Regions from separate parts of the Gasterosteus aculeatus genome. Here region 1 is linked to region 2. A link is a contact called in public Hi-C data. All regions are on one chromosome and are shown on one strand. The core of a region is the stretch at or near the end of the contact, and the rest is flanking DNA. Distances in the headings are between cores, read along the strand shown.

Evidence for each region. A called contact is a pair of places that touch in the nucleus more often than the background predicts.
Region 1: a Hi-C map of skeletal muscle shows a contact between it and region 2, with 2.3 times the contacts expected there. The contact joins the promoter of ogfod3 here to the enhancer-like site in region 2. A contact is called at or near these places in 2 of 6 Hi-C or Micro-C datasets (both in skeletal muscle).

The regions. Positions count from the first base shown.
Region 1 is chr5:6,162,222-6,167,863 of fGasAcu3.hap1.1, forward strand. It overlaps ogfod3 (2-oxoglutarate and iron dependent oxygenase domain containing 3), which reads right to left and starts at 1,401. Exons shown (of 9, transcript XM_040176309.2): 1 at 1,205-1,401; 2 at 18-244. The coding sequence starts at 1,272. It overlaps hexd (hexosaminidase d), which reads left to right and starts at 1,665. Exons shown (of 11, transcript XM_078102774.1): 1 at 1,665-1,806; 2 at 1,892-1,993; 3 at 2,073-2,188; 4 at 2,417-2,729; 5 at 2,865-3,048; 6 at 3,435-3,506; 7 at 3,605-3,803; 8 at 3,998-4,159; 9 at 4,252-4,359; 10 at 4,978-5,067; 11 at 5,166-5,525. The coding sequence starts at 1,907. The coding sequence ends at 5,379. cybc1 (cytochrome b-245 chaperone 1) reads right to left here. Exons shown (of 6, transcript XM_040176310.2): 6 at 5,442-5,642.
Region 2 is chr5:6,034,121-6,040,550 of fGasAcu3.hap1.1, forward strand. cacna1g (calcium channel, voltage-dependent, T type, alpha 1G subunit) reads left to right here. Exons shown (of 34, transcript XM_078102772.1): 34 at 2,447-5,199. The coding sequence ends at 3,400. Among protein-coding and RNA genes, the nearest start is that of uts2r, 18 kb to the right of the region's middle. Within about 2 kb of position 2,856, at least 1 of the 9 cell types and tissues checked has open chromatin away from gene starts, as enhancers often do.

The sequences.
Region 1 (5,642 bases), core at 151-2,650, 130 kb after region 2:
GTGCAGCGGAGCCTCACCTGGGTAGCGCTTGTGGTTGTCGTAGTCCTCAGAGCACTGAACGGGGAAGAATCTGGGCCGGGGGGAGACCAGCTCGCCCTGGCGGACTAACGTTTCTGTGACGTCGCTGTCCAGAAAGGTCACGTACAGCCACACGGCCGCTCCGCACACGGACACGGCGAACAACAGCAACGCCACGAGCCCTCGGGAGCCCCTCCACGCCGACCCCTGCCGCAGCGCATTGCCTCTGCACGATACACAAGCACAATGGGACATTTTGATTGCACTAAGAACATCTTGACATTTTTAAGGACTCAATATGTAATCTTACTAAATTGATTGTCAGAAAAAAATTAAATAAACCAGTTTCTCATAAGCCAATTGTTCAGTACACACCACCAACAAACCTCAGTCAGTTGTTACAATTTGAAAGCTACACTAGCAAAAGTAGAATATATTGAAATAGCGAGCTAAAGTTCATTAATAGTTAGAAGCCCAGTTTCTGCTTCTCCAGGTGAAAGTAGTATAACAGCAAAAGCCACACAAATCAGCGGATTGTAGGAAAGAAAAACTTAAAAATATCCTTTTGTTGTGAGAGTAAGTCAGAAAAGAGAGGTTCAACAATCATTAGGCCCCTCATGATTGTGTTTTTAAACTTTACCATTTAAAAGGTCACGTATAACATACAGACATAGAGAGAAACAGTAGAGAAAAGTTAACTTACAGAATTAAATAGAAGTAGAAAAGCAACAACAACGAAATGAGTAAAATTAGAAATAGTAGAGGAATAGAAGAGGTTTATATATCTATTTGTGTCATCATTAATAAACTATATGCATTTCCCTGGTATTCATGCAACTATCAATTTACTTTAGCCCGTACGTCAATTTTGTGTGATTTGTTAACAATATTGATCTAAGGTTAAGAAATCATAAAATTGGTTAAAAAATTTCATTAACAAAAAAACTAGAGAGACAATCAAATAAGTCAAATATTCAGGTAATGATAGAGGACAAGGCACATTACGTAGTAGCACGTATACAATTCGTTCTCTTTGAAGACTTTATTTTACATTAGCTATAGTTTCAATTTGTCTATCAGGTCCTAGTTAAGGGTCACCCCCCCGTCGTTCCCGGTGACGTCACTTCACTGGCACACCCACCAGCCTGCACACATGCAGCACAGTAGCGTCGTTCCGCTCACTCACCTTTTAATTTTCTTCTCTATCTCTGTGGCATTCGCGCCTTGTGTGTTCCTCATTCGCACCAGCGCCATTTTGACCCCAAACACTTGCTACGGAGCCTTAACTAACTTGCCGTCATACACGGTTATTCTGGCCTCTACTAACCATACCGTGTCACCCGCTTACAGCTCGTCCCAGCGCCCGAATCCCTCCACACTTCCTCGTACACGCGTGCCCGCGAACCCATTGGCTCCCCGGAAGAGAAAGCGATGCTCTCATTGGTCCGCGCACTGGTCCAACTGAGTTCCACTCTCGGTGCGTAGTAGAAGCAAAAGACAGATGATTTGGGCTGTTCGCTATTTCTGTGTATTCTCCAGCCTGTTTTACGAAGGTTTTGAAGACATTTTACAGCATATAGCGTGCGTGCTTCTATCCATTGCTTTGCCCTCGGAGACCAAACTAATCGATTACCGACACCGTGTGTTTACGTTGGAACGACTGGAAGCGCTGGACGTTTCTTGTGCTGAAACAAAGGTTGATCTGCCTCACAACAATAACATCCTCGTAGGAGGACCAGTCCTCTCTGATACCCCTTCTCTGGCCCTGGCTTGGTGTCCGTGGTCCCGGTGAGTCAAACAAAAGATCGATCAAGTGTTCATTAACACCCCCCCTCCGTTCACCATTACTATGACGCTATATCCGTGCTTGCAGTCTGTAATCGGCAGAATGAAGAGTCCACCGTGGCCTAAGGGAAAGAAACTGGTCCACCTGGATTTGAAAGGTGCCCCCCCCAGGCTGGAATACCTCCTCAAGGTGAGGACACAGACGCTCCCTCTGTAATCTGCTGCACCACTGTAACTATTTATGAAGAAATCCACTTTGTGTGTTTTAGCTGATCGAGCTGTTCTCCAAGCTGGGAGTCGACGGCCTGCTGGTGGAGTATGAGGACATGTTCCCTTATGATGGGGACCTGAAGCTGCTGCAGGCAACAGCCCAGCCACCTTACAGGTGTAGTTTGGGACGGGAACGCCTGGACGCTGTCGGTTTCATTCCAGATTTAGTGGCTGGGTGTATTTGTATGTGCTCGTTCATCGTCATGCTGTGAGATCATGCAATACAATAATAATCGTTGTTTGGGATGATGAGATAAAACGTAATGTGCAAGTCCAGGTTGTTGTAAAAGAAGGTTTAGGTTCAGGGAGTTCAATGTCTGTGCACCGCTTGTACTGTTCTCAGCCGAGAGGAGGTCCTGTCGATGCAGGAATTTGCCAAATCTAAGGGCATGGAGGTCATCCCACTTGTGCAGACCTTTGGCCACATGGAGGTGAGTCGGACATCCGGTTTGGAACTGGTTTTATTGGCCATTAGTGCAACCTTTTCTGTCGGTGTTCAACATCACTGTTTGCTGTTCACCGCTCAGTGTCCGTCTTCTGTTACAGTTCGTGCTGAAGCATCGACCCATGTGGAGCCTGAGAGAGATGGCGCCGTGTGTGAGCACCCTGAATCCCCACCGAACAGAAGGGGTGAGGCTGGTGATGGAGATGCTGAGGCAAGTGGTGGAGCTACATCCAGGCTTAAATGCATTGCATATCGGAGCAGATGAGGTACGGATTGGTGTCTTGTCAGACAGTTACGGCGGCCTGCGACACCATTTCTTCACTTATTCTTTGTATCATCCTTTAAGGTGTACATGCTTGGCGAGGGGGAGGAGTCCAAGCTCTGGTTGGCTTCGCCCGGACGTACTGTGGAGCAGCTTTTCCTAAGTCATGTGACCAAGGTGGCTCAAGCCATCAAAGAGGCGTGGCCAGACATGACCATCATAATGTGGGATGATATGATGAGAGGCATGAGCCAGGACACACTAAAAGGTACTGGTTCCCCCCAATAAACCTCTTGAGCAGTGATATCTGAATAACATTGGTGTGGTTTTAAAAGCACAGAGGCACCTTTGCAGTCTAAATGCATAATAGTAAATGCTACATTTACATGCTCCATCCAGTAATATAATAGTTAATCCCTTCTTACTTAATTTACTTGCAGTAACAAACATACAATATGGGTGGATAATAACAGCTACAAATCTAATGACAACAATCCAATATCCAGAAATAGTGAAAAATGAGACTTTTCCTTATGCTGCAACTTGTGGCCTTCAGGTCCAATATTTAGAACATCCCCTTGTTTAAGTATCCTTGCACTCCAACGTGTCTTAATTAGACTGTTTTCACTGAGCTCTTTTTAATCCATGTGACAGCTAGTGGCCTAGTGGTATTGGTCCAGCCCATGTTGTGGGACTACACCCCAAATCTTGATGTGGACACAACTGGTAGGGAACCGTATGCTGTGAAAATTAGTACTCAAACATTGGACTGTAATACGCTGACACAAACGTGTTGCTAGTGATGTTTATTCCATGCTGCCCAGTGTCTCTGCTGGAGAAGTACTGCCGTGCCGGTATGTCCGACCTGTGGGCGGCCAGCTCCTTCAAAGGCTCCACCAGTGTGCACACCTGTGTGCCCAGCACGCAGAGGCATGTGGATAATCATGTGCAGTGGCTGAAGGTGGCTGCTGCTTTATCTGCCGCCGTAAACCTGCAGGGCATCGCCATCACAGGCTGGCAGAGGCAAGTATTCTTTTCAGTTTCTTCCTGACTTTGCACATCTGTGTACGTGTGAATGGGGAAGCGGGTCCATAGTAAAGCTTCCGTGGCTCTGATTTTTAAAGTTGTTACGGTCTAACCCAGAAATCCTGTGATGTTTCATTTGCTTTTTTTTTAAAAGAGAGCTTTACGTAATCTGCAATTCCGCCCACTTTCAGGTACGACCACCTGTCGGTGCTGTGCGAGCTAATGCACGTGGGCCTCCCGTCGCTGGCGGCCTGTCTCCAGACGCTCAGCCTCGGTGAGTTCAGCCCTGAGGCTCAGAGCAAAGTAGCCGAGACACTGGGTATCTCCTCAGTGGAGGCAGAGGCCATGGGGAGGTGAGGCCAGCCATTGTTTCATTAACACAGCACTGTAACTGTATAGTGTGACTCCCTCGGGATAACAGGATTTTGCTCCGTGTGGTCTCCAGGACGACCGAGGACGAGTCGTTGTTCCCAGGCAGGAGGCTGGCTGAGTTAACTGTAGAGCTCAATTCACTGCTCAACTCGGAGGACATACGATTTTTTGAAAACAACATGTGAGTTTTGGGCGTTTATTGCAAGAATTTTTTTCCAATATTTCATTGGCCTTAAAGGGATAGTTTGACCGATATCTCTCTTACGTCCAAACAACAAATATGAAGATACAGCCAGCAGCTAATTAGCTTAGCTCAAAAACTGCTGGAACTGCTTGAAGCCTCAAGTTTGGCTTTTTGGTGATGGCCGTCTTGGTTTTTGGCCTTCCTCGTTTAGTTTTTTTCAGCATCAAAGGGGTCAGGAGAGGGAGGGGGGTAAGTAAGGCGCAGTTCTCAGGTGAACACCATTAGCCCCGTTAGCTACAAACTGCCAGCGCAACCATCACCTGGCTGAGCCGTTTTATGGAAAATCCCGTCATCATAAATATGCTTTGAATCCAGCGGCTTTTTGTTAACTTTAGACGGAGCCAAACTAGCGGTTTCCTTCTTTTCCCCTCATCCACTGTCCAACGATAAGCTATCCGGCTGCAGCTTCTTATTTAGCATACAGACATGAGTGGTATCAACCTTCTCAGCGATACACAACTAATAAGAATGTTTCAAAACTATTCCTTAAACCTTTCTATACTTATTCCTGTATATAAACGAGAGCTGAATAACTGGATGCCTGTGCTACTGTAGGTATGTTAGAGGTTGGTTCAGCTCCTACCACCAACAGAGGAAGATGGTGAGCCCTCTCATCGCCATGCAGATTCAGAGCCAAGCATCAGCGTGAGAATAACCTGCTTACATTACAGCTATACACCTAAATTTACCAAGTAAATATGTTAAGCATTTAACAGAAACCCCGTCTGCCGACATCTTCTTAGGTATTTGACGGCGTTACAAGAGAAGGTGGAGGCATTGAGAGAGGAGATGGTGCTTCTGTACCCGGAGTCGACAGCCCAGGAGTGGATCGTTGAACACGTCAGCCCCGTATTGGCTCCTTTGCAGAGGATAACGGAGGATATCACAGCCTGCGTCAATGAGATGGTGCCTTCTAATATTTTGCCGGCTCACAATCAAACTGCGTCATTTGAGTGACTTATGTGTAGATTTACGCTAAATGTATCAATTGTAGCAATGACCACAACAACAAAAAAGACTTTGGGTTTGCAGTTCTAGTAATTTTATATAATTCCTCCAAATGCATCAAAGTAAACACAGACAATAAAATTAACCAACAAAAAGGATTCTCATTTTCTTTCCAGCAGAGCACACAGACATTCACCATCTGCCATTTAAACTGCTGTGATTCTATACACTTTAATGACGTTTGTCCAAAGTACCAAAGTGTTTGCCAGAGT
Region 2 (6,430 bases), core at 1,606-4,105:
CAAGAGGCTGGAGTGCACCACTGCTTCATGTTCTAAATAGGACTCAAGAATGAGTTGTAGTTTCTCATGCACTTGATGCATAAGATACATAAATTGTGTGTTAACCAGCTATTTTACATTACTCACATGTGTTTAATCTAAAAGGGTATTCATTTTAATAATTATTAATGAACCAAAACAAGCAGGTTGGATTGGTTGTGCGATTCATCCACATGTCGCCGGAATTAGTGTTACAAAAATAAACACTGACAGGTGATTAACACAAGCAAAAACCCTCTTTTAAAACCCGTACCCCAGATGAAAATGAAATACGTAACTAAAAAAGATTATTCTAGCAAAACCTTTTTTCATGTGTTATTACATTTTAAATACAAGAGACAAAACACATCAGATCAGTCTTAAAAAATTGAACTAATTTTTCCTCACTCGCCTTTCTGGGGATCCGCAGTGACACCCTGTTGCAGAGATAAATTGGTTCAGAGCCTTCCTAAATCTCTTTCCTTGTTGCATGTTCAACAGTGTAACTTCCCACCCTTTTGTCTGCCCTTCTTCCTTCTATATGTTATTGATTATATGCCGCCTCCTTGTCCTGAGGGTATCTGCTACTTTCTGATCTCAACTCAGTTGGGCCCAAAAGCTGCCAGACCCTGAGCTGCTGCTCAATCACAGATACTCCTGCTTCTGAAACAGCAACAAACCACATAGTTCAGCCACCATTGGGCCTTTCAGAAACAATGGACTCTGTGTTTGTCTTCTAACCCTTTTAACTTACAGGCTTCCCTCCCCTTTTCTCCCCTCTGTCACTCTTTTGCTCTGTGTCTCCTGCTAACCATCAGGCACAAAGCATCTAAATCTCTGATTGCTCTGCCGGTACGACAACTTACTGGGACTTCGGATTTATGAATGTTTCTCTACTCTTATATGAGCAGCAGGAGCTACGTGTAGCATTGCGTCAGTGGATCCGGTAGCTAATTGATAGAATGCATTCAAGCCTGACAAAGATGCCATTTGGCTTGGACAATAACCCACAATGCAGTGCACTTGCTACATTGCAAACTAAACAACTCAGGGGATTGCCACAGAACAGACAACCAGTGCTGTCCAAATGCCTTTGTGAGTAATAAAGCACTTGTGGACTTTCTATAATGGTTGACTCCAGTACAGTAGTTAATGGACTTAACCCGATATTGCTTAAAAAAGTGTGACACAGTGATTTGTTACTCTGTGTTTTATACCGCTGTGGCTGTTGATTGCTCTGGCCTGTGATATCTTTGACCACAAGGTGTCTCTGTGGCCCCACCGCTCAGACTGAGGCAGGGACACCATTGAGTTCAAACATTTCTCAAAGTGCTGTGCCCCTTAACCTCATGCATGCCTCGCTTGGTCCTTCTTACATATTCTAGTTTGTAAGGAACATTTTTTATCAGTTTAAGTGACCATGGTGCTTACTAAAGCTTCTACAGTAGTTGCATGTTATGGTTACCCTCTGGCTAACGGCCTCACACCCTGTGGACAGTTTGGTTCAGAGATGACAGCGCGCAAACACTGATCAGAATTTGGTTGTAAATTTAACTGGATAACTGTGCCGCCATCGAGTTACAGGGTGTTGAGCAAATGGTCAAAAGTTAAGGGGTTAGGTGGTCTGGTTCTGAGTTCACTGTGTTAGCCACCACTTAATCTGATTTGTCAACCGCAACAACTAAAAAGGGAGTCAAAACTTTACTGATGATAAAAATAAACGGAGCTTCTGACATGGAAATAGTCAGTTGTTACCTACTACCGACCCCCTGTGACATACTACATTTAAACCAAACTTAGTTAGTAATTAATTAGTTCAATTTCATTTCTGATCCCATTCATAATCCTTTACACACCAAAAATGGAGGGAAGAAATTATTATTATTCATGACGTTGAGAGTGTTCTGAGGGGTTTAAGTTAAAGTTGTCATTTTAAAGTCATTGTGAACCTTCAAAGAGCACCACCAGCCTGATTAAAGGTTATCAAAAATATTACTCCCCTCGGAATAATTATTGTTTCTGACATGAACATGAACAGGAGGATTTGGTTGTCTTTTGTTAAACGTTTTTAAAATAAATGAGTCCCTGACGGGACATGTTATATGTCGAACAGACACCTAAGGTGAGCACAGAGAAACGTATGGAGGAGTCATTCAAAATGATACTAAAGCAGATTTGAGAAAACAATATACTGGCAACAGAATTATTTCAAGGCCAATTGATAAAACAATGCCAAAGTTGCCATTGAGAAGTACATAGTAACCTTTGACCCAAACTACTGCTTCTCCTCCTCATCACCTCTCACCCCTCTCACCTCCCATGATCCCTGTACCCTCGCAATTCCCCCTTCTCCTTCTTCATTTCTTCACCGCACATTTACCTCCAACTCCTCACCCTTCTCTCTGCCTCCACATGCCTCGTTTTGTAGGTCGCAGTGTCTACTGATTCTCAGGAGGCCCTGTGCTCAGACGGAAGGGAGAGCAATGAAGGACTTGTGAATGTGGCCTCTCTGGGCCTCCCTCCATCCCCCTGCACCTCTCCCTCCCCATGCTCCCATCATTATCAGCAGCCTGCTCTGTGCCGGGTTCCCGCCAAACCCGGCGCCTTCCCCAAACCCTCACGTCCCAGCAGCGTGCACACCCAGCTTCATGACCAGCACTGCCTCGCCTCCCATCTCCCTACCTTCCCCTCGCCTCCTCCGCTCTTACCAGCCAGGCCACGCCAACAGGAGGAGGCCTCGGTGGATCAGGAAGTGTCCCTCATTACCAATACAGCGTTGGCCGTCAGCGATGACCTCACAACGGAGGCCAGAGGCGACGGGGTCACTGAGGCCTACAGCAGCTATGCGGGCTGCCAGGAGAGCCGGAGTCCAAGCCTGAGGCCGCTGAAGAGGTTCCACAGCGCTGAGGAGCACGGCCCAAGCGCCCCGCCGCCTCGCCCCCGCCCTTACTCCTGGTTGGACGACCTACAATGTAACTCTGTTGAGGCGGGCTCCTCGGCCGACTCCAGCCCCCATCGCACAACCAAGTCCACCTCCGCTAGCTTCGTGTCGCGTGCCAATAGTCTGCAGATCCACAGCCAGAACCCCACTCCGACCTTGCTGCCCTCCCCCCGACATAAGAAAAAGATGAGTCCGCCCTGCATCTCTGTGGACCCCCCTGACGGACAGGAGGGCCTCTACACGGGCATGGGGATGGGAGGTTTAGGAATGCCCCCTCCTCTGCCCAACAGGGACACCTGCCTGAGGAGGAGAGCGCCTTCCAGTGACTCCAAGGACTCCTTTGATATGGGAGTTGGTGAGGGTTCGGGACAAGACGGAAGCTCGCCAAACCCCAACGCCAACCCCAAGCTACTGACTCTTCCTAAAGAAGACAAGCCCTGAGCACTGAACACTGATACGGCAATACACAGAGACACACAAACACGCACACAGCTGGGCGAACCATTCTCACACACAAACACACGATGCACACTGTGTATCTGTGATGGTGATAGTTCTAGTAATAATGCTGTAGAGAGTAATAAAGGTAAAACTACAACAAACAGTAAAAACATCCTTGGTTTCATAAGGAGTGCAGTACTGTAGTAGTGTGACCATTTCTTGTCTTTGTATTGTTACTGCCAAAATAATCAGAGAAGAAGAGAACACAGGAAACAAAAAAACACAAACAGGACTGATTCTCTTCTGCTACGTCTGCATGCCACTGGCTGCAGCTTGACCCCATGACCTCCGGAGTGACATCAGCCCCTGTGATTTGGCGCCCTCCGATCTACCCGGTGTTAAACAGGAACGGCTTTGCCCGGTCAGTGGAGGTACAAAGCAATATGAACGTTTTAGAGACACTATTTTCTTAAATTATTGGGCCATTGTGTTTGTACAGGATGTTGTTGTTTTTTTTCATTTGAATGTTTTATTCATGCATTTTCTGTGATTTTTCTTTTGTCAAAATGGTTCGTCTTTGTCCTTTTTTTTAATGTAGGATATTTCTAGCTTTCTTGGTTTACTAAGGAAAGTGGACGTTTTTCTGTGCTGAGACTATGTATTTGTAGGAATAATATATAAATATGTATATGTATGTATGTATATATATATATATATATATATATATATATATATATATATATATATATATATAATGTGTGTGTGTGTGTGTGTGTGTATATATATATATATATATATATATATATATACAAAGTCATTAAACTGAGTTTGGATTTTTAAGCACACGCATTAGACTGTGGTGATTTGATTGTTAAAAGAAGACAGTATCCTTAATTAATCCCTGTGGGTAAATCATTCTCTGCACTTAACCCAGCCCACACAGTGGGAGCAATGTCTGACATAAAGGCTCCCGGGGAGTAGTTAGAGGTTAGGTGTCTTGCTCAGGGACACCTTCAACACGTGATGTGTTCCAGCCAAGGTTTCCAACGGCCAGCCCTGCGGTTACTGGCGCACCCTGTCTACTCTATGCGCCACCTGTTAAGTTTTTTCAATCAATTCCCCAATTACACTGAGACCAAGGACAAGGTGTGCAGGTTGTGAAGACAGACAACAACCATTTAAGAAAACAGCAATACAAAATTAACAGGATGTTTTAGGTTTTTTTTAACCTTTTTTCCATAGAAACTGACTTTCAGTTTAACTGAGACAACTAGGAAAACCCGTTGCTCCTCGGTGGGATCGAGGGTGCAGGTTTGGGTTTGGACTTGTTTGGGTTTGTAACTAAAGGCAGCAGAAAGATAGCAGCTAGCAACTCATTACGGTACCCACCAGTCACTATAAGCACCTAGGCCCTCAATTATGTCTACATGTCCACAAATCCTTCCCATGTACAGTTGTCACGAAGGGAGAGATATATAGAGATTAAAACTGAATTTTGTATCAGGCTGTGAACAAGTTTATTTCAACTGTAAAGTTGGGCATTTCGGGGAAATGACCAGTTTCGCACTTCCACGTTCAGTTCTTCTTATCAGTACCAGGCACATGACGCTTAGGTTGCTCAGACACACCAGCACACGACATTTGACTTCTTCTGAACGTGTAGCCTGTTGATAGTGAAGAAACATTTGAAGAATTTGAAGCTCAGTCATCTCTACTGTCCCTCGCAGTCTGATGATAATGATATCACTTGTGTCCGTGTTGGCTAAATATGAAAACAATAAAGAAAGCCCTAACCCAAACCCCAGCACACATGAATCTCAGATCCAACTGTTGCTGCATCAATGTTGTTGTTGTTACTTATTTTGTCCATTTTGAGTCCAACAATATTGTCGAGTGCAATGTTAAATTGATTAGGAACCCTTTCCAAGCAAGACTTTGTCCGATCACATCGTACCTCCAGTGGGTACCATGATGCGAGCGCCACGTGCACACATACACAAACGTATTCGTGCACGTGTTGGGGCAAAACTGCCGTGAAAAAATAAATAAAGACTTTCAGGAGGAGGAGGTAATTTCATTCACTTACTTTGGAAACTATGAAGTAAATGTTCGCTGGTATTTAGATAGCTTATTATAATACATTTAGAATTTAATTTTCCTTGCAATGTTTTAAGACTGATGAAGGCTGCACAGAGGACGCAGGAGGATGTAGCCGCAGACATCTAATTATCTTTACTTATTAATTGTAATCATCAGTATGAGTTTTATAACAAGTAGGCAAAAAGATTCACTGGGAAATATATATCTGAACTGAATATATATGTAGAAAATAATATAACTTATAACTTAAATAATAAACATGCTTATCCACATGAGCAAATTTGTTCATCTTTAAAGGACCAAAATGTGCTCTGACTTTTATCTAAAATAATTAGTTAAATCATTAAATATAAAATATTATGAAAATGCTAACATCTTAGCAGGAGCTGAAGGAAAATCCTTAGGACAGTGTTGTTTAAAAAACAACATCAGTTGAAAATGTATCTTAAAATGTGAGCATGACCAATAGAAACCAAGCAGCTATAAACAAAAATAATGAAACTCTCGTCAACATTAAAGTGCTTATACTGCTTGAGTTATACAGTCAATAAACCAATACATTTACATGTCTATGCATCAATCTCATGAAGAAATAAAGAAGCTTTTATTTGAGGTTTGGCTGCTATTTGGAATCAACTGAAACAAAGACTGTCTGTTCATTGAGATATTAATCTAATTAGAACAAAACTGCAGCAGTCACGTTTAGAGTTACGGTAACTCTATTTATGTGAACATAATGTCCCAAAATTGCCATGGAGACACAAGTAAAAAAAAAACGGGTCAAGGGTGAAAAAGGTGAGAAGGTATTACCGCTCTAGGGCAGGGGTTTTCAACTGGTTTTGTCCCAGAGATTTCTTCGAGCCATTCGTTGACGGGGGGTAGCGTTAGCTAATCATTTTCCACCGGAGCTTTAGCTAGCTGGCCAACGTC